Regions from separate parts of the Pan troglodytes genome. Here region 2 is linked to region 1. A link is a contact called in public Hi-C data. All regions are on one chromosome and are shown on one strand. Each heading gives the region's core, a stretch centred on a gene start, on an enhancer-like site or on the middle of the called end of the contact. The rest is flanking DNA. Distances are from core to core; before and after follow the strand shown. Region 1 overlaps RAD51B (RAD51 paralog B). Region 2 overlaps RAD51B (RAD51 paralog B).

Region 1 (6,660 bases), core at 3,187-5,686:
TGGGAAGCCAAAAAAGAACAGAAGCTGCTCAGAGTGAAACATAATGTCCTACAGCACATGACACACCTTCTTCCTGTCTTTGTGATATCCCAGTTACAAGCTAGTTAGAGAAATGATAGGGATTGGGGTAGTGAGAAAAGAATAGTTGTTTCCTTTGGTGTCTCAGGTAAGATATACTGTTAGAGATATAGCTAAAAATAAAACCAACTGGTTCTAGCAGAGATGACGATAATTCTACTTTTGTCAAATCACCATCAGAGAAATCTCCTCTCAGTTGATTAACATCATGTGCCGCAGGCTGTTCTCTTTCTTTTACTTTAGGTATAGTGGGAGTAACCCATTGGCAAGAAAAACTCATATTTAGGTGGTAAGGGGAAGGTAGGTAGAGAAAATGAAGTGTGTCTTTGACACAGTATGAATGGAGGTGCTCCCCATTAGGAACTGAGCAGGTAGACTGTGTTGATGAACATAGAGTAATACGCTGGGATGGTTGTGGCCACTTGTCTGTCTCATTGGTCCATCTCTCCCAGTATTCCATTTGAAATCCTTCTTCAGCCCCTTACCACAGCTTCAGGTTGATATTGAAATACAATGGTAATAGTGAGGGTATTTTAAAAGTGGACTTTAAAGCTGAGTTACATTAAGAAATGGGCATATCTGGCAAGTTACAGGCACAGGTAAGTAACTTTTTTTTTTCTTTTTTTGCATTAGGGGTTTGAAATAGTGCACCGATGGCCTTGTGAGAAAGGTGTCTACCTTCTCAAGGTTTTTCTATAGAATGACTTATCAAAATCCATATGGATTCTTGACCGAGGCTTTTCAGCTGGATTATGTGAAAAGCTGTGGATTTTGTAAAGAAGCCTGGCATGTGCTCCAGTGTGTTTCAGTTTTTAAATTTTCATTTTTTACAGTGTGAGAACTAATTCCAGACTAATAACATTTATGTGAATAGTTCTCTAAGCTTTGCTTCCTAAAGTGTAACTGTTAAGCCTTCTGGAATAACAATGCAGTTGTCCCTTCAGAAAGATTCTTTATGTTGATGTCTTGTGACTGGCTTAAATTCTTCAGGCACTTTCTCTCCTGGTTCCTCTCCACACCCAGAGAGAGATTTTAGATAATCTTGTGCATTGAGCAGAATCAAGAGATGAGTCAGGAAAGTTTTCTAACAAATAATACTTTTGACGGAGGCCATACAACTTAATTTCGATTTTGAAGTGACAGTAACTGTCAGTATTGCTCCTTCAAGTGGATGGACTAATTTGTAATCATGAGCATATTGCATAATGGCGACATAATTGAGGGCGTAGGCCTATCCTTTAGAACATAGCCCCCAAGAGAATTGTGTTCCGTACATAATGTAAACATATGTTAAGGTGGTTGTGAAACTCCTTGCTGTCAAATAGTAGGGGCTTCTCAGTCATTTTGTGTATAGTTTGCTTTGTAGATGATGCTGTATTTCAGTAGAAAACAGTTGATGTCTCAATGTCATATTGGCATCTGTGGTTGAGAATAGCTCAAATACTATTGAATTAAACTTGTGTGCGTGACAGTGTGCTTGCCCAGACGGACTCCTTAGCACTGTATGACTCTTGAGAAAATGGTCTCACTTGACAATTTCATTGCTACCTAAGATTTTTATTTAGTGGCTGAGGAAGTGAAGTAGTGACTTATACTGATTTGCCATCTAGGGAGATAATTGGTAAACTTGGGCCTGAGAAAGGAAGAGATCTGTTACGTAAGAAAAATACTGATCAAAAGAACAATATTTGTTGTTGTTGTTGACCAGCTCTGACTGTGAAACATTTAAAGTGTCTGGGCTCTAATTTGAGAGACTAGTTGAAAAATAATCATTTGACATTTAGCACTCTGCTAGGTACCGGGAAATTAGAGCAAGTAAGAAATAATTTCATATCTTGGGGTACTTATATTAGGGGGAAGACAGACATACAGGCAGATATTTTTTTCTGATATATTAGATAAAGGCTTTACTCTTCCCCGCCCCTGCCCCCCTCCATGTGGAAACACATACAAACAGGAGCAAAAAAGGGAATACCAAATTCATTTTAAATACATGTAGATACCCAATATGTAATATGTGTCATCTTACTCTAGGATGTGAGCTTTAAAAAGGTGGAAGCCAAATTGTGCATGCTTTTGTATAGATCCTTGCATAAACTAGATAGTATATAGAAAATTGACAGTAGTAAGTGAAATACTTGATTCCTTTTAAGAAAGAAAATTCCAACAGTTATGTTAAGAACTTCTTTAAAAAAAGGCAAGAGTGAAAAAAATGCACAATTCAGAATAGTGATGATCATTGCAGAGAGGCAGGTAGATGGCTTTCGGTAGGGGCCCATGTATAGCTTCACTGGGATTGTGTTTTTAGTTAGCTTGGGCTGCTGTAGCAAATTACCATAGATTAGGTAGCTCAAATAACAAACATTTATTTCTCACAGTTCTGAAGGCTGGAAGTCTGAGATCAGGGTGGAAGCATGGTTGGGTGCCCTCTTCCTAATTATGTCTTCACATGGCTGTTCCCATCACAGGGACTCCAGCTTCAAGACTTAATCGAACCCTAATTACCTCCCTAAAGGCCCTAGGTCTAAATACCATTACATTGGGGATTAGGGTTTTAATACATTAATTTTGGGAGGACACAAACATTTAGTCCATAGCAGATTGGAAATATTTTAATTCATAAATTAGGTGCTGGGTTCATTAGGTATATATTCTGTAATTATGCCTCATAACATACATTATATATATATATAAAATAAAAAGTATATATATAAAACTGTAACATTTGATAGATGCATATATATATATTTTTTTTTTTTTTTTTTTTTTTTTTTTTTTTTTTGAGATGGAATCTCACTCTGTTGCCCAGGCTGGAGTGCAATGGCATGATCTCGGCTCACTGCAACCTCTGCCTCCCAGGTTCAAGCTATTCTCATGTCTCAGCCTCCCAAGTAGCTGGGATCACAGGTGCCTGCCACTGCACCTGGCTAATTTTTGTATTTTTAGTAGAGATGGGGTTTCGCCATGTTGGTCAGGTTGGTCTCGAACTCCTGACCTCAGGTGATCCACCACCTGCCTTGGCCTCCCAAAAGTGTTGGGATTACAGGCGTGAGCCACCGCACCCAGCCTTCCCAGTCTGAATTTCTTAAAAGCTTTTGCTTAGGTTAAGTTGTGGGAGAAAAACTGAACTCACCCAGCTAGCCAAACTATCTCTCTGTTGTCTTTCCACTTTATCCATCTATTTTTTACTTTTTTTGGAAACACAATAACAATAGTGTAGAAGTCTTTTCACATTGCCTGACTCTCCTGTTTGTGTCCCATAAGGTTCCATGTACTCTGTCCAGAACTCAGCTTATTATGTCAAAGGATTCTGTCTGGACTGGTCAGTCAGAGATATAAGTTCTGATTACCTCAGTGTGTGTGTTTGTATCTGTATTTAATGATGTTTGTGCTTGGCTTAGGCTGGGGATTTTGAAATCTTTGCAGAGTTTCCCAATTTGTTGGGCAGTTTTAGAAATGATAGTATCAGTAGGAAAAAAAAAAACACAGAAAAATACAATTTCTTCTTTCATCTGTGTCCCATATTATACAAATGTTCGCTGAAAGCACCAATTTTCTGGGAAAGGTTTTGACTCAGACTTTTTTCACCCTTTACCTCTACTCTCCAATTCATGATTCCTTCTTACAACGTGGTCATGTGCTTGCCCAGGCCTGGCTTATGAACCGTGCAGAATATTTGTGGGGTTTGTTTTTTAAGCCCTAAACTGTGCACATGATGCAGTATTTAATTTGGAATGAGCTCTTAGTTTAGTCACATGTGCTTCTTGTGGTGTTTATCTTGGAATCCACAAGTAGGAGGGAAGTATTTTTGCATTTTATACATCTGGACATTGTTCATGGTCCTTCTGTAACTTGGGAATTCTGTGTGAGGCAAAATCCAAAAAAACAGCATTAAAAATAACACGGAGTTATAATGACATCTGAGTCAAAACCCTTGAGAATACCCTTCTGATCCCAGCAGAGTTTGTTTTTGAGGTGGTGAACTTTTTCAATTGTGTGTGGTTCACTGCTGGCCTGAGGAGAATGCTGGGATTATAAGGTTACCTGACACCCTTGCATGTAGACTAATGGGTTTCCAGACATTCTGAAAGTCTATTGCAGATTTGGCATAGGGGGAAGATTTTGCTTTTTGGCTTAGGGGGAGGATTTTGCTCTAATTTTGCATGGGGTAAAATAGGTAAAGTGAATTCTGCTCACTGTTGCTATGCCTCTGCCACAAGCATTCTAAGAGACCTGTGAGACTGTCCCTATTTCTCTCTTAAACTTGCCTAATTACAGCCAGCTTAGAGCTAAAGTTGACTCTGAGAATGCCTCGGGCTCTGTGTCAGGACTGGGGGTTTAGTAACCTTATCCTTCCCCTGATTTCACATGAGAAGTTGTTTTAAACAGGATTGGACATAGAGATATAGCACAGTACCTCCTCCTTTTGGCTAGGGGTCTGCTAAAGTGGAAAAAGTGGGAAAGGATGTACAGAAACTCCTGCTCTTTGAGCGAGTTTGCATATGGACAGTATTGCTTTTTGGCCCCAGCCTAGTTTTCTTTCATTCCCATGTCTCATCTTTTATGCAGCTGCAGAGAGCAGGCTGGGAAAGCAGAATGAAAGCTTCAAACAGATTTGCACTTGAATAAAAGAAAGAGTGATTTCTCTTGTTCAGAGTACAGACCAGTTTGGGTAGAAAACTGTTTGCTTTTTTACTTTCTGGGTAAGGACTGTTTGCTTTTCTCTCTTTAAATGTAGTAAAGAGAGGAAAAGCTAATAAAGTAGTTGGACCTGCTGGTTATAATTCATAGAGAATTTTCAAATGTGTTTAATAAAGTCTCTCATATAATTATAACAGAAATAAGTAATTGGAGGGGAAAGGTTAAAATCCTGTAGAGGTTTAAGAATCAGTTAAATATGAGGCAGTGTGCTTGGATGAGACAACTAACTAGGAGCTGCTTCTCTTTGCTGATTTCTCTGACCTTTCCTTTTGAGATTTTTTCCTCTTTACTTTCGTAATGCATTTTGCAACTTTCATTAAAAAAATCCATCAATGTTTAAACTTCTAGCAAATAAACATATCCTAGTCCTATTATGGAAATCACAATGTAGCAGAGAATAGCTTGACTTCAGCTAGAGAGACGTTAATGATAGGAACCCTAAGGATTGATACCAAGATCATGCTTGTTTAGTGTTTTAATGACTCCAGAAGGAAATGGTGAAATCTGCTGATGACACCAAATTGTTTTTGCTGATCCAAACAAGGATTTCTGGGAAGCTTCTTCAGAGTATTTGGAATAGTAGAAGAATTGAGAAATATGGTGGCAGACACACTGAACTTAAAGTGAAGGTTTACGTGAAGTAGCAGGAGTAACGTCAATACGTTGAAGTTACAAAGCCTGCCAAATCTTCCAAAAGGAAGATTACGGAGTCTATAGTTTCATGAAAGGAAGACTTAAGACAAAGAACATTTATATGTATAGCAAATGAAAACTATTATGGGAATAGTTGCAATTATAAAGTTCAGTGACTTAAAAATATGATGTCTGAATTTGTTTTTAAATGTCAGCAGTAGTATATCTAAATAGGTGTTGTTTCTCTCGAAATGGTCATAGAAGATTATATACCCATTTTATGCATGCTCCTTTCTTGGTATGTTCTTTTGTCAGTTTTCTGTGGTGGCAGGTCTTTATTTTGCAGGCTGTTTTGAATTTTGAAACAGTCAACTGTCACTTAAAGCCAAGTGTGATAAATAAGACGGGTGGTCAAACTAAGTAATAGATTTAAATATATTAAATATATTAAATGAAATATAAAGTAGTAAAACTTATTTTCTTTTATTGCTTTCAAAAGTGATTCTAAAGGACATTACCAATGAGAAATTGCAAAAATGTTTGTGTACTAATAGTGTTAGATTAAGTTCTTGGTTGATAGATTTCACAAACATCACTTATTTAGATATGTAAGTTACAGGGCTTGTACTAATACACATTTTATTATATTGGAGACAAACCATGTTTATAAGTGATCTTTTTAAAATTTTTTCTTTATGCTCCCTAAATATACACTTAGGGAGGAAGAAGGAGGTTTTGAATTAACTGGAGATTTCCCTAATGTGTTGAATTTTTCTGACTAAAGCCTACATTTTTGTAAAGAAAAAGACCCTGTGGGATAAAAAATACGATAGGCACTATCACAGGAGCTGTGGGCTGGCCATCTATATCCATCCATCTATCTATTATTCCACCCATCCCTCCATCCATCCATCCATTTATTTAATTAAGTTATTTTTAACGGTTGGCTCTGGAGTTGACATTCATTTATTTTAAAAGAACAGTGAATCATAGCTCTTTTCCTCAAGATGCTTGCTTTTATTTGCATGGTGGCATATTGATTACTCAGAACACTATTTGACATATGGTAAGCCCTCAATAAAAGTTTGTTATTATTATGACTGTACTTCTCCCCTCTAATGTATAGAGGTAAACATTTTGGTTCCTATTGTGACACGTGGGTTATAATGAGTTAGGGCCTACTTAAGAAGAAAGTGGAAAGAAAGCGGGTAAAATTGTTGCTCAGATACTAGCATGTGGGTGGAGATA
Region 2 (6,646 bases), core at 3,936-6,435, 200 kb after region 1:
AAAATCTTCCAAAACAGGATCTAGACTGTGTAATTAAAAATCAAAATTAGTTAAGAATCAAACATCTGAATTGAAATTTTAATTTTTAGTTAAATTATTTGCTATCCAGTCATCTTTAATATTTTGTTTTGCTGTGAGCAGGGTCACATATGACAAATTAAAGGTGGATCAGGCCGGGCACAGTGGCTCACACCTGTAATCCCAGCACTTTGGGAGGCCAAGGCGGGCGGGTGGATCACGAGGTCAAGAGATCGAGACCATCCTGTCCAACATGGTGAAACCCCATCTCTACTAAAAATACAAAAATTAGCTGAGCATGGTGGCACATGCCTGTAGTCCCAGCTACTCGGGAGGCTGAGGCAGGAGAATCGCTTGAACCTGGGAGGCAGAGGTTGCAGTGAGCTGAGATCACACCACTGCACTGTAGCATGGTGACAAATGAGACTCCATCTCAAAAAAAAAAAAAAAAGAAGTAGACCAGCCATACTTTTAAAAGCTTATTGTAACAAACACATACTGCTTATTCCATGCTGGTGTGTTTTATGTTCTTTGCAAATGTTAACTAATTAAATCCTGACAATAAACCTATTAAGATAGATATTATTAACCTCATTTTACAGATGATGAAACTGAGACAGAGGGAGACTAGATAACATGCCCAAGGTCATACAGTTAATAAGTAGCAGAACCAGGGTTCAAAACCAGTCCAGAGGCTATGCTGTTAACCACTATACAATGGTCCCATATTGTAGTTAATCAGGTATTTTTCCATATAACACAATAAAAGCATTGAACTGGGATTTTCCTATATTTGAGAAAACAGTATGGAAAGAACAGATGGAGGTATAGAAGTTTTTGATAAGCTAGGCATGTTGGCTCATGCCTGTAATCCCAGCACTTTGGGAGGCCGAGGAGGGTAGATCACTTAAGGTCAGGAGTTCGAGAGCAGCCTAGCCAACATGGTAAAACTCTGCCTCTACTAAAAATACAAAAATTGGCCTGGCGTGATGGCACATGCTTATAATCCCAGCTAGTCGGGAGGCTGAGGCAGGAGAATCACATGAACCCGGGAGGCGGAGGTTGCAGTGAGCCGAGACCACGCCACTGCACTCCTGATAGAAGGAAACTGGACCTAAGGATTTGAGTTTTGACATTACTAGTACAAGCTGTGTGTAACTTTGGGGAAGGCTGCTACATTAGTTTCAGTTTCCTATTGCTATGGTAAGAAATTACCACAGATTTAAGTTACATAAAACAACCCAAATTTATTATTTTACAGTTCTTGAGAATTTTAAAATCAAAGTGTTGGGAGGGCTGTGTTCCTTCTGGAAGCTTCAGGGGAGAATCCCTTTTCTTGCCTTTCCAGCTTCCAGAGGCCACCTGCATTCCTTGGCTCACGGCTTCCTGTTCCATCTTCAGAGCACATCACTCCAATATCTGATTCCATTGCTATATTTCTTTTTTGTTTTTGACACTCTTGCCTCCCTTTTATAAGGTCCCTTATAATTACATTGAGTCTATCTGGAAAGTCCAAGATAATCTCCTTATCACAAAATGTTTAATTTAATCACATCTGCAAAGTTCCTGTCTCCATATAAGACAATATATTCACAGGTTAGAGATTAGGGCATTAACATCTTTGGAGGACTGTTCTTTTACCACAGTTACTTTATCTCTTTGGACCTCAGTTTCCTTGATTGCAAAACGAAGGGGCTAAGCAGCTGATCTTTGAGGATCCTTCCAATTCTAAGAACTCTGAAACTTCCAATCCTACCTTTGAATTCTTGCTTTTATCAAAAGGAAAAAAGCTTTTGCTATCGAAATCCTATTTGCAAAATATTTTTTCATATTGTATTTTAAACTTAAATTTCTCAGACTAAAAGTGGCAGGATAAACAGAAACTAATAACAGAGGGAAAAAAACTAAGATGCTCACATCTATGAAAGACAATACTCTTTAGCTGAGGTTTAAATGTAAGAGGTTTTGTTGTAGCCAAACTTGGGGACCTGCATTAAAGTGGAGAGTCATTTTGGATTTTTAGCAGTACATTGACTGATTTAGAACTCTTATTAGAGAGAAATAGAGAAGTATAAATAAAGATCTATTATTAGTTTACATCTTGCTGTGAATTATAAAAACTTCAACTCCAGTGGCTTAAACAATAGGGACATTTATCATCTTATTATCTCACATAATGAGGATACAGGGCTGGTAACAGTTCAGTAGCTCAGTGATTTCTTTAAGAGCTCATATCCCTTCTATTACTCTGCTCTGCCATTTTTAGTGGGTAGGCTCTGCTGTTAAACTGGGTCTCCTCATGTTTGCAAGATGGCCCCAACATTTCCATCACATCCTGAACTAACATTATCCAAAGGCAGAAGAGACACCATCTGCTATGTGATATTTTTAGGCATAAGGAAACCTTGCCCAGAAGCCACTTAACAGACTTCCCCAAGTTCTGTTGACCCGAGTTCTGCTGCATGCCCATTTTAAAATCAATTTCAGGTAAGGAGAATGCGATTACCCTTGTTTGACTGGACCTCACACTGTAACTTTTTGTAGTGATGGAAATGTTCTATATCCATGCTGTCCAATACAGTAGCCATTAGCTCCATGTGGCAATTATGGAACAATTGAAATATAGCTAGTGCAACTGAGGAACTGCATTTTAAAAATTAATTTAAATGTATATAACCATGTATGACTAGTAGCTACCATATTTGATCACATAGGACTAGATAAATCATCTGGGACAGAATGCATGTTGGGTGGTCAACTACCGTGTTAATTACGTCTTTAAATAAAACAGTGAATAAGTGATGCATTTGTGTTTAGAACTTCATTCTAGTTACTGACTTACCTGGGAGGATCTTTTGGGGACAAACCAACCAACCAACCAACCACTTGGGTAAAACCAACGTGCATGCTTACAAGGACTAACAGTGACAACATCTCCTAAGTGAAGGGAGAGGGTGGGAGATGATGACATGTCAACATGCTCCAGCATGTGGCTTGGCTAAACTAATAGTGGAGGTTTGATTGGGATTTTATTAGCTAGGGAGGGACCCTGCTGGTAAGAGAGAGTCTGCTCTTTTCCATTAGGGAGCTGGTTTGTTTTGCAGTATTGTAGACAGGGAATGACGCCTCCAAAGCCTGCCTGACCTGGAGGTCATAGAGCTAGGGAAATACACAGATGGCATCTGGTAGGATTTATTCATCCAGTTAATGTTTACAAATCACTTTCTATGAGCCAGGTACTGTTCTAGGAACTGAAAAGATAGTAAACAAGACAAAGTTCCTGTCCTCATGGAACTTAGAATTGTTACAAGCAAATAAATAATACAATTTCAAATTGAGATAAGTGTTGAGAGGAAAATAAAGCAAGGTAACAGAATAGAGTGAATGAAGTAAACCTTAACAAATGCCTAGATCTGTGACTTTCTTGTCAAACACTCAGGTGATTTTTTTCCTTGGTGAAGGAGACATTTAGTTTATAGGCTTATTTAAATTCACAGTAAAAAAAAAAGGGGGCTCTGTTTAGATTTGCTATTTGCCAAAAGAAAGAAAAGTTAAATTAGTCCCTGAGTTAGCAATATATTTTTCTGCCACTGGAAATTTATATTTTGCCTGTGATACTGTGGCAAGCCTTGCATGGCCCAACAATAGGATGAAATTTATTTCTAGTTTGATTGTGTTTGTCTATGTCCTTTGCCTTATCTGGAGAACTTTGGCTATCTAAAGTAAACTTCTGGACTCCAGCTTTCTCAACCATAAAATGGAATTATTAATAATAATCACAAGTCAATTGGGTTCCCAAAAGATTTGCCATTAATCAAAATAATTATGAAATGATCTACAAAGTTGTGGGCCAAAGGGAATATTAAACATTTTTTATTAAAATTGGGCCAGTCATTTAACCTCTCTGGGCCTGAAATTTTTCAGCATTACAGTAGTTGTACTGTTGTCAAGAAGATTAGGAAACAGATCTTTTCTTTCAGTGATGGTAGAAATAGAAATTCGTATAACCTTTCTGGAGAGCCATTTGGCAGAACAACTATAAGTTCTTTAAAATGTGCATACCTTTTTGCCCCAATGAATAAAATTGAACAAGTATTCAAAGGCATATATTTAGGGATGTTCATCATAATATTGTTTATAATGGCAAAAGACAGTAAACAAATGTTCAACATAAGATTTCGATTCATTTATGGTGCATTCCATGTGGATTCCATGCAACTATTAAAGATAATAATGGTATTAATAGAATTGGAAAGAGGTTAACAGTGTATTAGCTTTTGTAGTCATCTGTGTCTCTTTATTTTGGGCTACTACAGCCAGGTGTGGTAATTATAATCACTTTAAAAAAATCTAGGACGAATAGCCTATTGAGCACTATGGTGTCCTCGGCACTATGCCTAAGCTTTGTTCATATGTTATCTCATTGAAATTTCATATTAACTTCACTGAGTTGGAACAATTTGGAACCGTGTTTTGCAGATGAAGAAACCAAGGCTCAGAGGAATGAAGTAACTTGTCCAAGAACTTAAATTCAGAGATGGCAGAGTTAGAATTTATACTCACCCATTTGACTGAGCCTACATATTGAAACCATGGGCTAGACTGCCTCTCTGTAACTATCTTTAGGTGCTAGATGGGATAGTCATCACAGATATATTGTAGAAACTCCTTCACATCCTTTTCTGTAACTGCATTCTTATTTAAGAGTACTTTGACCCAGGTATATAGCAGGGGAAGAGGTAGTCCAGTCTTTAATATAGAGATCAGCAAAACCATGGGCCAAAACCAGCTCAGATATCACATGGCACACAAAGCCTAAAATTTTTATTATCTGGTCTTTTGCAGAAAAAGTTTGCTGATCCCTGCCTTAATACATTAGAAATCTGGAAGAATGTGTGTCTTATTACAATGACCACTTTTCTTTCCTTAAAGAGAATAATGAAAAACAAGCCAACAAACCAGTTTAAGGGTTACTGTCCTGCAGTACTACAGTCCACAGGTGTTCATGCAATTGCTGAGGGTTTTCTGAGAAGGTGAACAAGAGCAGTCTATTTCAAAACTACTGAAGCCCTTTTTGCATGACTGACTGGCATTCCCTAACTGAGCCTTCTTCGTTGCCCTGACACTGCCTGTTGCTGCTCCTCTGAGAAGGAATGTGAATTCACAGATGAGGCGCTCCATTAGTCATGGTGCATTTCCTGGGCCCTGGAGACATGGGCATGACATCACCAAGGGCCAATGAGAAAGGATTCTCTGTAGCAAGCTCTCAAAACTCTTTAGAGGATTGTAGACTGTGTGTTCTGTTCCTAGCCCTCAGGGTGTGATTTGAGCTTGCCTTGCTCATCCAGCCATAGTCTGGGCACAAAAGTCTAGCTTACAGACCCAAGAAGCCAGGACAAGCTTGAAAATCTGCAGAGCTGCAGGCAGATTCCCATTTAGTATTTTTTTTTTCCAGAGATCAGGTTGTTATTCCCAGAGTTTTCCACTCCTAATGATGTTGTTACTTCATGTGGTAATGGGTGGGTGGTGAAAGATGAAGTCTGCATTAAATAAAAGACATTTGGCAGTTAAAATTTCTGGGTAAGTATAGGTTGGTAGCATAACAAAATCAGAAGTATATTTTACCGTTTTGTTACATTGCTTTTGTGTGTAGTTTCACATAATAAAACAACATCTTTTAACAGCAAAGGCTCCTAGCAAAATGAGTGTGGCTTAAAATAGGACAATTACCAAAGAACTTTACTGAGGGGATTAGTAACTCATTAAATCTTTTCTCTTCAAGGAGAAAAGAAACTTAAAAAAAAAATTCTCTTTTCTTGGGTTTTAAGCATTTTGGATAAAAACTTTTCTGTCTTTCTCTGTATCTGTCTCTCTCTCTGCTCCCTAATTTATGTATTTATTTATGAAAATGATTTGTGGAATTCAGTCAGGGATAACTTTGTTAATTCTGCATACCAGGAAGTCTATTGAAAGACTTATTTCCTAATTGGCCCAATCTTTTGCTAACAAGGTATAATTGTAAAATTATCTTTTTAAAATATAGTCAAGGAAATTAAGGCTCAAAACTCAATGTGAGCTTACACTGAACAGACTTTTATAGCTTAACTCAGTAGTTGAACCTAAGAGCTGTGCTTTTCTATCTTCATTCAATCTATGATTGAATGAGAATGGTTCTTTTAGTATTTTTTCATGTTTAATTCCTTTTTGATGAAGTCAAAGAGAAATTGGGAAAAGTAGCCATCTTTATTAGTGTGTTATCTCTGGCTGCCATATACTATGGAAGAACCTGCCTCTACCACTTTTAAAAAAATGTTTCTGCAAGATAAAGATGATTTTTTTTTGTAATTATAGCGGCTTTTATTTTTAAAAATCACTTGAAACCGCATGAATTTATCCTTATTTCCTAACATATATACCAGTAATTAAAGGACTTTCCTCTAGAACTATAACATACTATAAGACAGGGCACTTTTCAACACTTCAGAGATCCTCCTTCAAAGATCTCTGTGCAATTCAAAACATTAATTACTAAAATTTCAAAACATCTCTGGAGATATTCTAAATGTTTTTTTTTTTTTTTTGGCTTGTATAGATGAGAAAGTTGAGGTACAGAAAGATTGAACCTTGT

The links. A called contact is a pair of places that touch in the nucleus more often than the background predicts.
Region 2: a Hi-C map of stem cell-derived neural progenitor cells shows a contact between it and region 1, with 9 times the contacts expected there. The contact joins two enhancer-like sites. A contact is called at or near these places in 2 of 7 Hi-C or Micro-C datasets (blood and stem cell-derived neural progenitor cells).

The regions. Positions count from the first base shown.
Region 1 is chr15:65,920,040-65,926,699 of NHGRI_mPanTro3-v2.0_pri, forward strand. All of the region lies in intron 7 of RAD51B (RAD51 paralog B), which reads left to right. Among named protein-coding and RNA genes, the nearest start is that of RAD51B, 120 kb to the left of the region's middle. Within about 2 kb of position 4,437, at least 8 of the 24 cell types and tissues checked have an H3K27ac peak or open chromatin away from gene starts, as enhancers often do. A contact at or near this core is called in stem cell-derived neural progenitor cells, where this site is marked.
Region 2 is chr15:66,117,331-66,123,976 of NHGRI_mPanTro3-v2.0_pri, forward strand. The region is part of intron 7 of RAD51B (RAD51 paralog B); the gene reads left to right. Among named protein-coding and RNA genes, the nearest start is that of RAD51B, 320 kb to the left of the region's middle. Within about 2 kb of position 5,186, at least 13 of the 24 cell types and tissues checked have an H3K27ac peak or open chromatin away from gene starts, as enhancers often do. A contact at or near this core is called in stem cell-derived neural progenitor cells, where this site is marked.